Linked DNA regions of Mus musculus: region 2 is linked to region 1. A link is a contact called in public HiChIP or PLAC-seq data. All regions are on one chromosome and are shown on one strand. The core of a region is the stretch at or near the end of the contact, and the rest is flanking DNA. Distances in the headings are between cores, read along the strand shown.

The links. HiChIP or PLAC-seq counts read pairs in DNA pulled down with a chosen protein or histone mark.
Region 2: an H3K27ac HiChIP or PLAC-seq map of heart atrium shows a contact between it and region 1, with 6 read pairs. The contact joins two enhancer-like sites. A contact is called at or near these places in 2 of 39 promoter capture datasets (cranial neural crest and hippocampal neurons), 6 of 484 Hi-C or Micro-C datasets (forebrain, muscle stem cells, nephron progenitors and 1 more), 7 of 115 datasets of contacts at active chromatin or transcription factors (the HPC-7 cell line, embryonic forebrain, embryonic midbrain and 4 more) and 2 of 9 other capture datasets (embryonic stem cells and liver).

Annotation. Positions count from the first base shown.
Region 1 is chr13:46,404,733-46,409,095 of GRCm38.p6, forward strand. No RefSeq gene overlaps it. Among named protein-coding and RNA genes, the nearest start is that of Rbm24, 11 kb to the right of the region's middle. Within about 2 kb of position 2,624, at least 7 of the 459 cell types and tissues checked have an H3K27ac peak or open chromatin away from gene starts, as enhancers often do. A contact at or near this core is called in heart atrium, where this site is marked.
Region 2 is chr13:46,569,684-46,574,046 of GRCm38.p6, forward strand. All of the region lies in intron 4 of Cap2 (CAP, adenylate cyclase-associated protein, 2 (yeast)), which reads left to right. Among named protein-coding and RNA genes, the nearest start is that of Cap2, 70 kb to the left of the region's middle. RefSeq lists an enhancer at 1,637-4,363. Within about 2 kb of position 1,773, at least 122 of the 459 cell types and tissues checked have an H3K27ac peak or open chromatin away from gene starts, as enhancers often do. A contact at or near this core is called in heart atrium, where this site is marked.

The DNA of each region.
Region 1 (4,363 bases), core at 1,374-3,873:
GGTGGGTCTATTGGAACAGAGCAGAAGACAGGCTTAGTGAGCATAAAGATGGAATGATAGAAATGACCAAGTGACAGCACAGGATAAGAAAAGAAGTAACTGAGAACTGGAGAGGCCAACAGCATGACTAAAAGAGGCAGCCCTAGATGCCACTTGATAAGTACAATGTTTCTTCTCACTGGAAAAGAGAGAATAAACTGTCAAAAATATTTAAAGATATAAGACTCAGAAAAAAAAATACTGATATTCTTTTGTTAATGTAAAAGATTCAAATTCCTGAATCTCAAGCAGACCCACACATGAGGAACATAACTGAATCCACACTGTGTCCTGCAAGGTTAAGCCACTGATAACAAAAGCTACAAAGACTGAGCCTATGGTGGTTTGAATAGGTATGGCCCCCACAGACTCATGGGTTTGAATGCTTGGCTCATAGTGGGTGGCACAATTAGGAGCTGTGGTTTTGTTGCAGTAGCTGTGGCCTTGTTGGAGGAAGTGCGTCACTGTGGGGACAGGCTTTGAGGTCTCGTATGCTCAAGCTGTACCCAGTGTGGCTCAGAGTCTCTTCTGGCTGCTGGCAAATCAAGATACAGAACTCTCAGCTCCATCTCCAGCCCGTGCCTGCCTGCATGCCACCATGTTTCCCGCCACAACAATAATAGACTAAGTCTCTGAAACTGTAAGCCAGCCCCAATTAAATGTTTTCCTTTATATTAGTTGCCATGGTTATGGTGTGTCTTCACAGCAATAGAAACTCTAAGACAGGGCCCTAAAAAACAGTTTCAAAACCGTTGTATGGATCAGCAAAAAAAGTCTAACGAAAATTTAAAGCAATACTAATAAAGCTTTGTGTGGTGTGAGATACATTTAAAAATAGAATATGGGTACAATAAAGTGGTTAAAAAAAAACCAGAGAAGTCCAAGTTTCCTGCAATTAGAAGTAGTTTGGAATGCTTTGAGAATCCAATTTGTTATTGCTAAAACAGCAAGTAGAATAGATACAATTTTAAGGAAATGAAAACTGTTAGAGAGGAGATGATAGCACAAAAGGAAGAAAAAAACCAGGAGTCAGGCATAACAAACAGAAAAGATGCCAGTAGACGTCAATCTATCTGCATCAGTAATCAATTTAGACAAGTTAGACACTCTAAAACGCACATCAACAAATCTCAAGTTGGGTATCAAAAATAAGCAGATTTATAAAATGTTTCAGTAACTCTGAAGATAATTCAGTTTAAAATGAGAGTAGGAAAAAAAAAACCAGCAGCAGCAGCTAACTTAAAGCTTGCTTAGTTAATATTACATAAGATGAGTTTTAAAGCCAAAATACTTTTAAATGAGATATAGATGTCTCAAAGAGATCAAACCTAAAGGAAAGAATCATACATCTTATACCCTTACGAATACAGTTTTAGGGGCTGAAGCAATGACTCAGCGGTTAAGATCACTGGTTGCTCTCTCTGAGGACCCAAGTTCAGTTCCCAGCACCCACATGGCAGCTCAAAACTATGTGTAATTTCAGTTCCAGGGGATCCAACACCCTCACAAAGACATATATGCAGGCAAAACACCAATGCATGTGAAATAAAAGTAAATAAATATTTTTTAAAATTTTGAGTATTCTTAAAGAAACAAACAAATGATTTTAAATACAGTTTTAGCCAGGCATGGTGCCACAAACGTTCAATCATAGCATTTGATTAGTAGAGGCAGGAGGATCTCTGTAAGAGCCAACCTGATCTACACAATGAATTCTGGGTTAGCCAAAGCTAAGTAGTGAGACCCTGTCTCAAAGCAAACACACCCACAACTTCAAAACTCATAAAGAAAACATTACAGACGTAAAAAGAAACAGACACCTAAATTCCCAGTGGAAATTGTAAGAACTTGTTTTCAGTAACTTACAGATAAATAGGCAAAGAACATTTGTAACATTATTAAGTTGTAGAAGTTTGAGAAAACAAGCCTGGGTTAGTACATCTAGAGTGTTATATGGTTAAGTGTAGGGTGAATATGGTTGTCATGCCACATTAACTATTTAGTGAAATAAATTTCTGGGCAAAGCAGGTGGTAAAAACTACAATTTTGAAATGATGAAGGGATTAAAAATCAAAAGAAGTATTCCTGTTGTTGAAGTTGAGAAAGAAAGAAAGAGAGAGAGAGAGAGAGAAAGGAAGGAAGGAAGGAAGGAAGGAAGGAAGGAAGGAAGGAAGGAAGGAAGGAAGGAAGGAAGAAAGGAAGAAAGGAAGAAAGGAAGAAAGAAAGAAAGATCCTGAAAACAGAAAGCTAAGTAGAAAAATTCCAAGTGCTAGTAAATAAATAAGCATACTGGTTTCATAAGACAAATGGAATTTTGAAACGATTTGAAGATGAAAATAAATATAACACATCAAAACTTATTTCCAAGTTCAACTGTTTCTTTAAAAATTAACTATACAATCTCCTATCTATTACATAGTTGGTACATTTACCAAAAACTAACAAAAGCACATGGACACACTTTTGTGCATAAAACTCAATAGCAGATTTGGTGTGGGGTTGTTTGTTTTGTTTTGTTTTGGAGACAGCACCTCTCTCAGTAGCTCAGCTGCTCTGGAATTCACTCTGTAACCCAGGCTGACCTTGAACTAATGCCAATTCTCCTGCCTCAGACTCTCAAGTACAGAAACTGTAGGCTTGAGTCCTACTGTCTGTTTTCATTTTTTAAAATGAGAAGACTAGAAGTAAATCAAAGGATTTGGTGTGGCGATGGAGAAAGAAATTGTTCTATGAACAACACAAGGGAATTGGACTAAAAAAAAATCAAAATGTTACAAACTGCTAATGCAACATCTGTACGGAAAAGAATTAGGTAATAAAAAAAAAAGAGAGACATGGCCTACTATATTAAATCTAGAAATCAAACTAATCTATAGCCATAGCAAACAGATCAGTTTGGGACAGAGGGCAGCATTACAAAGAGATACAGGTTAGCCCTGGAAATCTTGGAAATGTCTGTGATGCTGACCGAGATAATACCTTTGAGTTCATACTCTTGCATGCATGCTCTCAAATTCATGATTAGGACTTCCCAGATTGCACGCTACAGATATGCACAGTTATGATAGATTGGGTTTTAATTTGCTCTCTCCTGATGTGAGCATCAGGACCAAAAGCAACTTGTGGAGGAACAAGCGTATTGTATCTTCAGCATTTTCGGTCCTTCATGAAGGCAAGTCAGGCCAGGAACTCAATGCAAGAACCCAGAGGCCGGAGCTAATGCTGAGATCATGGAGGAGTGCTGCTTACTGGCTTGCTCCTCGTGGTTTGCTCAGCTTGGTCTCTCATCCAACCCAATGCTAGATCAGGGTGTGAACATCAAAGGGAAGACCAGAATTGTGCTTTATTAGAATATGCAGGGCAGAATTCTCTCCATGGGAATGGAGGCTGGGCTGGGATGCAATGGGCTTGAGTGTTTTATAGGGCAAAAAAGGGAACACTTGGCATGAAAAAGTCAATCAGATCTCTTCCTTACAGTCTTGGCAGTAAATGTCAACAGAGGGTCTTATGACATGTTGTCTTTCATCTTAGGGGTTTCCCAGATCCTAACTGTTTACAGATGTTCTTATTACTAGGTTGACATTTTTGTCAGGTAGGTATTCTCAGCCATACGCTGAGTTGGGAGTTTCTCTGCTCACCTGACGCTTTTTGTTTTAGGTCATTAACCCTTCACCCTGAACTACCTTCCCAGGAGTGGTACCCCAACAGTGGGCTGGACTCTCCTATGTTCTCAATCATTAATCAAGAAAATGCCCCCACAGTCTTGCCCACAGTAAGCCAATCTGTTAGAGGCATTATCTCAACTGAGGTTCTCTCTTCCCAGATGGCTCTATATTCTGTCAAGGTCCCCCAAAACTCACCAGCACAGACTATAAATTTCTATCATATCAAAATATAGCTGCAAATTTTCTTAATAAACCTTTTGAAGTTGAGCTTTTCCAATGGAAGATTAATCAATGTCATTTTAGCCGTTTCTTCCTAAACCTCTCCAACACTAGACAGAATATTGTAGAGCTATGTGTAAGCACATTTGTGAGAAGACATTTCAACTTCTAAGCTTCAGAGGCCAAGGGTATAGTTTTGTTGTTGGTAGTGATGTTGTGAGTCAAGGTCTTATGTAGCCCAGGCTGGCCTCAAACTTGCTATACATCAATGTTGACCTTGAATGTCTCCACTCTCAACCTACTGGGTGCTGAGATTATAGGAATGAATCACCATAGCCAGTTTAGGGGGTGCTGGGATTGATCCCACAGCTTTGAGCACATTAGAAAAGTATTCTACCAACTGAGTAATGTCTATAAACCTATTTGGTTTTGTTATTAAA
Region 2 (4,363 bases), core at 523-3,022, 160 kb after region 1:
TCATAATGCCGAAGTAGTCATGTGGCTTTGATCTCAGAGCGTGTCTGGGGTAAATTACTTGGTGTTAGTGGCAGGTCTGGAAATTGTAAGGGAAAAAGCAAATGACTGAACAAGGCCAAACTCTGCAGTGTGTCTGAAGTTCATGCCCAGAAAGCGTCATGGCGTAGCTGCTGAGTCTTCTTGAAGGACTTAGCCATGATTAGCTTCATTAAGTTCTGCTGTCAGGGCCCATGACCAGACAGTAAATAAAATTAGGATAATTTTTGGTGTGTGTGGGGAGAAGGGAGAAGGGGGGACAGGGGGCATGTCTCAGTGATCATGCTAGGCAGGCTGTCTAGCCCCCAACACTGTGACAACAGGTACACAGCACCATAGCTGACTGCTTCCTGAGTGCTGGGAGGGGGTAGGGGAGTGGGGTGATGGGGGTGTGGGGAAATGGGGGGCTGGGGGGTTAGGGGGTAAGGGGTGGGGTGCTAGGGGGCCTGGGTGTGTGTCTGAGACCAGCTACTCTTGTAGAGCTGTTTCTATACAAACACTTCCTAGCTCCTTTCACACCATGTAGTTGAGTCCAGCCTCATTTGCCCGTGGTTCACCGGGGCCATGAGAAGTCACATAATTGCTCAATATTTCATAATGCCGAAGTAGTACATGTCAGGCACTTAACCAAATTAGCTGTCTGTCAGCCCATATTTTAATGGACTTCTAAATACATAATTTTTACATTTATTTTGAAAACATTTTTTAAAAAAAAAAAAGAAAAGAAAAACTGTAAGAAAAAAATTTTAAATGTAAAACCCTGTCCGTATCTTCTCTGCGCTATCCTGCTCAATTGTCTTCATTTCATAGTGTGGCCTGGATGGACCACTCTGAGGTGTAGCTACTCAGAATCTAACCAGTGGCTCCTTTTCAAATTGACACAAGATGCTCACTTCATGAATGCATTCCCTGTGTGACCAACTCAAAGGCACCCGAGGGCAGTAACGCATGCTTTAATTTCTGTAGAAACATGCAAACTAAAGCTAAATAATATATATATATACAACAGGTCAAAAATTTGTCTTCCTGATAGAAGGCTGGGTAATATTTGGTTTTGGTTTCGTTTGAACCAAGTTTCTTGCAGTGTATTCTCGGCTGCCCTGGTACTCACTATATATACCAGCTTAACTTCTAAGTCATGGCAATTCTCCTGCCTCGGCCTCCCCAGTGCTGGGATTACAGGCATGCATCACTGTGCCTGGCTTAGCAGCTTGGGTTTTGTAACCAATAGCCTTATGGGTAGTGTTCCATGTTGTAGACAGAGAAATAAGGAAAGGAAAGGTTGACTTTGCTTTTCCTATTAGTTTTGCTGCACACGGCGTGAAAAGGACCTAAACAATTGCACAGGGGCTCATGATTGAAGGCTGCCGCCCACATTGGCTAGAGATGCGGGCGAACGAAGACTAAAACGCCCTAGAAGGAAAAGAGACATGTCGGTTGTGTGATAGCATCAGGGTCTGCTGGAGTTGACAGCCCGAAGCTAAGCAGGCAGGACTGAATCCCAACAGGAAAGCTAATCGCTGGCTTATCAGGATGCGGGGAGGAGGCTGATCCAAAAGCGAGCAGGTGCTGACAGTCTCTACCCAGACTGTTTGCTTTAGCAGCATAAAGTGGTGACGAGCTGTGAGCGCTGACTGGGACTGGTAGCTTTATAGCTATTTGGAAGCTCAGGGCTGTGGAGGCAGAGAGGATTTGCTAAGATCCTGTCCTGCTGAACTGTCACTCAGGGTGGCTTTGTTGTTGTTTTCGATCTGATAAGGCGGCATGAGCTCATCTGCCTTTGTGTAAGACCTGAATCAGATAAAGAACGGCTGTCCAAAGGAAGTGAGGTGATTAGCACAAACTGCGGATCTGGGCGATTATCTGAGGGGTGAAGGGTTCAGGGAGAAAGAGGTTTTCCTTTGTTTCAACTATCTCACTCCAAGTTTGTTAGAATTTCAGACCGCAGTTGGTGATAAAGGCCAACCAAGGGATAAAACTGCATTTATTTGACTAAGATGATTTTTCGTTACCCTTTTTGTTTGTTTGATGTCAAGATAACTTTGAATTCTTTATAAAATAATTATCAGCTATTTACCATTCTTTACTGAAGAAGAAGAAGAAGAAGAAAAAAAAAAAAAGAAATGGCCTCTTGCGGGCCATCGTAGACCCGATTTAAAAATAAATAAATAAATAAATAAATAAATAAATCGGGAAGGTTACAAGACCACTCTCTTAAGACCTGAATCAAAAAAATCAGATTTTAAAAAGAAGTTGCTGACTCATTCACCAAAGCTTAGCTGCCCTGGAAGAGCCATTTCTTCAGATCTGCTTCTTGGCTCCTGCTTCAGCAAGCCATAACTGAAGTGGTCCTCTCTGGACAGAGCTTCCATCTTCTTACAACCCTGTGTCTGTGAACCCTGCCAACGAGGAGAAGGGAGTTCCAGCTGGCATTCCGATCTGGATCCGCCGTCATAAATTAGCTAGCCAGGGCACAGTCCGTTACTATTTATGGTCATGTTCTATATTTGTATGTGCTGGGGGATGAATCACATGACCAGACCACCATTTGCTATCGGTGTTGACGTATACCAGCCAGGGAGGGTCTCACCGGAGTTTTCCCCATACCATGCTTTTCGTCAGCTCTCAATGGAAAATGCAGCTCCTTTGAGTACTAAAGTTAAAAAAAAAAAATCATCCTGAATAAACTTTATATAATTGTCTTCCCAATGAGACAGACTGCTGTACATGCAGCAAGCTCATTGAGATGCACTCTGCCTTCCAGAGAGTTTCACAGATACGTTCTCAACGGTGCCAGGAGAATGGAGACCAAAATTCCTTTTACATGTTTTTTTTAACTTATTTCCTGACTTGGATGCTAGAGGCTCCTCATACCCATTTGTTTGGGGAAGAGAGAGAGAGAGAGAGAGAGAGAGAGAGAGAGAGAGAGAGAGAGAGAGAACATCTCAAACCGGTTGAGAGAGAATTTTTGACCGTGGACAGGGGCGAGAGAGAGAGAGAGAGAGAGAGAGAGAGAGAGAGAGAGCCTATTAATTAATTCTTTCCCTTTCTGTTCTGCACGGCTTTTCTCCCAGCATAGCTTAATATTTAGTTTCTGGTGACAAATGCCTCGAGAATGTCCCCCAGATTTGATACTTATTCCCTTTTGTAAACAATAGAGGAAAAAAATGTCTTTTGACAGATCTTATGAATTACTTGCGGTGGGAGTCATGCCTCGGTGTCTGGAATCACTTCTGAGATAGATGCTCCCGTAAGCAGTTCCTCTCCATCTCTGCAAGTCTCTGTTCAGACTCCAGCCCTCTTTAATCTTCAACCCAGCAAATTTCTTCTCTAAGCTTTTTTTTTTAAACAAACAGCTATTGGATGCTTGCTCTGACAGAGTCAGTGCCCTTGGCACTTGTACATCATTTATTATTTCATTTGTGCGATTATTGTTCTCTGTGAGAAAGGGATGTTGGTAGTGTGATTTTCACGGTCCATTCAGTCCCGTGTTTTGGACTGGTGAGATAGCTTAGCCAGGAAAGGCGCTTGCTGTGGGACCTGATGACCTGAGGTCTGTTCCTGGAAGGAGAGAACTGACTCAAGCAAGCTGTCCTCTGAAAACTTAGAGCACATGTGCACATGCCTGTGCACACATATGTGCACACCCCATCACCAGCACCCTCATTCACTAAGGAACATATTAGTGCCCTTTGTGTGTATGTTTATGTTGATGCATGTGTTTGTTTACATGCATGTGGGAACCAGAGGTTACCATAAACTCTCGTCCCCAGTTCCTCTCCACCTTATTTAGTCTGTGTATGGACTGAGTGTGCTGTGTGTTTGTGTGTGTGTGTGTGTGTGTGTGTGTGTGTGTGTGTGTGTGTGTGTGTTAGCATGTATAAGGGAGCATGTGTGCGTAAATGCACATGAAGCCCCAAAGGCTAGTTTGATATCAGATGTCCTCTGCCGTGTCTCTCCTTTCTGAGACAGGGTCTCTTGCTGAACCTGAACTTTGGAATCCAGCTGTCCGGCTATCCCTATCACTGCCCTCTGAGTACTAGGATTGCAGACACACGGACATATCCAGCCACTCTCATGTGCTTAGTGGCAATCCCACCTCCTGTCTTCATGCTGGCAGGATTTTATCCATGGTGCCATCTCCCTAGCCCTCCACCTTATTTTTCAAAACAGTGTTTCTCATTGCCCTTGTGCTCCTTGATTCTGCTAATCTGACTTCCCTGCCTCCAGTCCCAGGGCTACAGATGATAGTATACTATGTATCCACACCTCACCTTTATGTAGAAGCTACAAAACACAAACTCAAGTTCTCTGGTGCTATAAACAT